Regions from separate parts of the Arachis hypogaea genome. Here region 2 is linked to region 1. The links are chromatin contacts, called in public Hi-C maps. All regions are on one chromosome and are shown on one strand. Each heading gives the region's core, a stretch centred on a gene start, on an enhancer-like site or on the middle of the called end of the contact. The rest is flanking DNA. Distances are from core to core; before and after follow the strand shown. Region 1 holds the start of LOC112719975. Region 2 holds the start of LOC112719976 (probable phytol kinase 3, chloroplastic).

What was found. A called contact is a pair of places that touch in the nucleus more often than the background predicts.
Region 2: a Hi-C map of leaf shows a contact between it and region 1, with 2.7 times the contacts expected there. The contact joins the promoter of LOC112719976 here to the promoter of LOC112719975 in region 1. A contact is called at or near these places in 3 of 8 Hi-C or Micro-C datasets (all in leaf).

The regions. Positions count from the first base shown.
Region 1 is chr11:4,256,370-4,258,893 of arahy.Tifrunner.gnm2.J5K5, reverse strand. It overlaps LOC112719975, which reads right to left and starts at 1,258. Exons shown (of 2, transcript XM_072205827.1): 1 at 938-1,258; 2 at 468-830. The coding sequence starts at 1,258. The coding sequence ends at 468. LOC112719973 reads left to right here. Exons shown (of 7, transcript XM_072206342.1): 4 at 1-97; 5 at 455-575; 6 at 668-755; 7 at 949-1,447.
Region 2 is chr11:4,503,182-4,505,705 of arahy.Tifrunner.gnm2.J5K5, reverse strand. It overlaps LOC112719976 (probable phytol kinase 3, chloroplastic), which reads right to left and starts at 1,261. Exons shown (of 6, transcript XM_025770745.3): 1 at 827-1,261. The coding sequence starts at 1,192.

The DNA.
Region 1 (2,524 bases), core at 9-2,508:
GTTTATTTCTTTCTGGTGGCATCAAGAGGTTCAGGCAAAGACTACTATACTTCATTACTGGTACCAGCTTATTACGATGTGAATAAGGAAATACCCTGTATGGCTTTTCATTTATTGATTAATGATTCTAAATGTACAGTTCCAAAAGCTATGATGATATATATATATATATATATATGTAAAGAACTTCATGAGCATCACATGGTAACTCTGTTACTCTGGGTTTGGTGATTATAGTTGTATCACCGAAATCAGCTACTGTTGATGCCAAATCAAAGCCGTGTGATGTTATCAGTCCCAAGTTGTAAGCCCTCACTTGGGTTTATTGCATCACACACAATGCATCAATGGTATTACCCTTGCGGTGAATCACAGTAAAATTGAACTTCAGTTATTTTCCTCATTGTTAGTCTTTCTCGTTCTCCCAGTTTCCGATGACATGTTTTGTTCATAGATGAACTGAGAAGTTAAAGCCACAAGAATAGCGAAAAGAACTGCAACCTTTCTCCAATCAGTGGAGATGAAACAGCAATAGCCTTGACTATTCCGATGCCCAACAAGCCAATGAAGAAAAGGTAAACATACCGCCTGGCTTTTCCACCAGCTTTTTCTCTAATTAAATCTTTGATCTTTTGTGCTTCCACCTTGGCTTGTGCAATATCAACAGGGGTCTTCTTTCTGAGGTTCTTGAAGAACAAGCCTTCATTTCTGTCGTCCTCCATTTGAACTTCAAATTCCTTGAGCTCGTTTTCACGGTTTGAAATCTCTTGTCTGTTAAGTTCTGTAGATTCTTCGAATTCTAGCATTTTGCGCTCTATGTTTGCTGTTATCTGCTAACCACAAAAGAATAGTGTAAGCGGATAGTTACTGAAGTTCTTTTCTTATGGATTTTCTTTCATGCTACACATGATTTATGTGGTTTAACTAAATATCATACTCTGGCATCAGCTTCATCTAATCCTTTGAGGGCCTCTTCTCCAATTTTCTCAAACTCAACTATGGCTTCTTTGCTAAATTGGGTCAAATATGCGGACCGCTTGTCTACATAATCCATTAGGCGGATCTTTTGAGCTTCAAGCATGGCAATTTGTGCTGGCAACTCTTGTTGGCGAGTATCACCAGGTTGGGAATCAGACTCGTTAGACTTGCAGCGGCCGAAGATGGAACTTCTTTTGTTTTGGAGGAGCCCTGTGCAGTGGATATCATACTTGCTATTGGTAGGACTGAAAGAAGGATGAATGGCTTTGAGGGCAATCATCCTTTTGTTACCGTGAAAGTATGTATTCATAACTCAAGGTTGAAATAGAGAAAATTAAATGAAAGGGGGAGAAATGGGGTGCAACGTCTTTTGAACCTTTTGTTCTCTGTACATTATCCATTTAAATAATGATGGTGATGTTTTTGTCCAATATAAAAAGGAATAGGATACTCTGTTTTATGCTCTAAATGCCTTTTAGTTTGGTATGATCTTGGGAAATTCTATTTTGGTCGACGAAATTTCATTTTGGTTGTGCATGGGGATTCTATTTTCTAACCTATTCAGTTTTGGATATCATAGTCATTTTTGGGTCATTTTTTATTCTAACTCACCTCATGGAGTGTTGATGTCGCTATTCTTTACCATGCTGGAGGTAACCAAAACGATGTCATTTTGGTTTGGCGTCCATTGTTGGGCAAAATTACGCCATATGAGTGCAAATATGAATCAAAAACAGTTTGTGATCAAATATAGAAATTCGTTCGCCTTCTACACTTCCACTATCATTCTTCTTCTTTTCTTCTTCAATAGCAAAAAGCTTAGGATTCGGTTTCTTGGGATATTTAAGAAAAAGCTTAGGATTCGGTTTCTTGGGATATTTTGTGTTGCAACGATGGCAGTGACAACTTGTGGGTTAGATTATCTTCTACTCATTTGGAAGCAAGCATTTGCAGCATTATCATATGTAATGATGGTAACTTTTGTTTTTTCTTTAAGTATTGATTATTTCATATAGATAATATAATTTATATATACCGATTTATAAATTCTGAACCCTAAATTATAAACACTAAATCATAAATAATTGGTAATAATCGCTAAGATACATTAATAAAACAATTTAACTACAGAACCAAGGATTTTTGTCAATTAAGTCCAACTAAGTTGATCTAAATTCAACAAAAACAACTTTAATCACACTAACGTCTAAACACGCGCGTTTAAATAATGCAAAACATATCCATCTTCGTCTTCTCCTTCTCCTTCTCTGTTTACTTCTCCTCCTTCTTTTAAATTCGCGCACGCAGCTTCTTCTTTTTCTCTTTCGTTATTGTCATCACCAACACCAACATTTTGCCAACATCTTTATTGGTTTTGATTTTCTCTTGGTGCCATCATTAAATAATTTTGGTTCATTTTTTAGTTTATTACAATTCATTTGTGTTAATTGAGGTTCATCTAATGCTGCTGATAAGAATTAACCAAATTTGTTTATTTCTTAAGTAACTTCGGTTCATTTCTTAGTTTATTAAGGTTCATTTGGAT
Region 2 (2,524 bases), core at 12-2,511, 250 kb before region 1:
CTAAGGAAGTCAGGAACTAATACCAACAAAAATCTCATAGTGACAGATTCCAATAATCTCTCTGAAAAAATGCAATGTGTGTCAAAATGAACTTGCACATGTAACAATGCAGATGAAGGGGAAGACCTATCAGCATATTCATAATAAGTGTTACTAAGGCATCTAATAATACATTTTTTCTATTCCCTGTAAAAGAAGTCAAGAAAAGACATAGAAACAAAATAAATGCTTTGGATTCATAACTTGATTTCTACTATCTTAACTATGGAAACAAAAAATCTTTAAAATCTATTTCTTGTTCCTACTTTCGGTTCACCGAATTCTGAAAACTGAGGGAACTAGGAACCAAATAAGAAACAAGAGATGTTTCTTGAACACCCATATTTAAGATGTTCAAAATAACATCACTCATTGAAGAGAACATGAACTTTTGGGATGAAATTTGAAGAACAATAAATGGAAACAGGGGAAAAAAAAGAAAAAAAGAAAAAACAGAAATCAAACAGAAACCTGCCTAACTACTCTGCATCAACCTTGACTAAAACTAAACAATTGAATTCAAAATTCCTCTTCATTATGCAAAGGATCACAGATATGCATTCAATTAACAAAGGAAACACTTCATTAATGCTTAGCTTGCAATGATTCCTAAACAATGTTTTTTGTTACCACTTTCCAACTAACCCTATTGTCACACTAAACCCAACTACCATTGAAATTGCAAGAAATGCAAAAAAGGGGAAAGCAAAAAAAGAATCTCTTTTTTAATCTACATACCCCAAAAATTGAGATAATTGAAGAATCCAAAGAAGGCGTTTGAAGAAACCTGGTCAAAGAGGGATCGTTTAGCGGTCTCTTCAAACAACCTAAGGAAGGAGAAGGCGATAGCACCAGACACAGCAAGAGCACAGATGTCGGAGACTAGAGGGTTTTGGTGGAGCATGGTTGCAGGCACGGCGAATTTCCGGCGAGCTTGCGGTGGTTGCGTTGTGAGAGTCAAAGAAGAAGAAGAACAGGGTTTGAAAAGGGTTAGAAATGGGGTTGAAAAAGAGGAGGGTTTAGTGAGAGAAATGGGAATGGAAATGTGTGTGAAACGGTGAAGTGGGTCAAATCTTTGAAAGCAGCATGTGAGGGTGGTGGTGCTGCTTCTACAAATCATGGTGAGAGTAATGGGAGTGTGAGTGAGAGACATGCAAAGGTTCAATCAAACACAAGTAATTTTTTATTGCATATTTGCATCCGATTCAGTTCAATTGTGTTTTGGTTTAATTCTGTTTTTGGATTTTTAACTAAACTACAAATTTAGGTGCAGTTATTTTTAAGTAAAATTAAAAATTAAAAATTATTAAATAATTTAATTGATTGAGTTGTGATCTAACTATATTTGAATTTCCATGCATATCCAATCTGTCTTTGGTTTTAACATCCTATTGAATCTACCGTATTGAATGAGAATGAGAACTGTACTTCTGAAGTTCTGAATTAGGATTAGTTAATTTTTTTTTTTTTTACATCTGATTATATTAATTCTGCTGACAAATTAAAATTTTATCCAATATTTCTATTTTATTCTTTTATTCTTGTACCAAAACTATGAGCAATATTAGATAGGAGATACAGATGAATTTTCTCAATTTCTTTAGTTAATTTTTATGAAGTATGATTTTATATTATAAAAAAGTTTTTAAATATATCAGTATACCAATATTTCAATAATTTTTAACGGTTGATTTTAATTACATATATTATTTATATTTTTTTTGAACCAAAAGAAGTTCAACATAGTAAAGTGGAGCAAACAAACTAAACAACAAGTACTACATAGAAATACATAAAATTTCTGTCATTTCTGACATTGCCATCAATAACCAAAAGGATCACTACCCGTCTATTCTTTGTAGCTCAGAAACGTCCTCCTTTCTACGAACGTAACACCTGCTTCTTTATTATTGAAAATCCTAGCATTACGTTCCATCCAAATGTTCCAAATCACTGTAAAGAACTCAGTCAGCCACTTCTTCTGCTTTTGTTTTCGCTTATGCCTGCCAATTCAACTCTCAAACAGTTCTCTTATGGTTCCACGAATAGCCCAATCTTCACCAAAAGACCTCAACCAACTGCACCACACCTGCCATGTTAGTTCACATAGAAAAAATAAATACTGCACTGATTCTATATCCTTCTTACATAGTACATAAATATTATCACTGTGAATAATAACGTCTAGCCTACTCAATCTCTCTTTGGTATTAACTCTACCCACAAGCACAAACCATCCAAAAAACTCAATTCTCGGAGGTACCACTCCTCTCCAAATTGAACTTGTGAAACTGTAGCTCGTTATCTCATCTGACAAAGTCTCCGATTGTAGGATCTACATAACAGATTTGGTAGAAAAAATCTCTTTACTATCAAACTTCCACACCATATTATCCTGTTTACCATCTGACAACTTCACCGGCCTTAACCTCTCATGAAACTGGTGGACAAGTTCCAGCTCCCATTGGAACAACTCTCTTCTCCA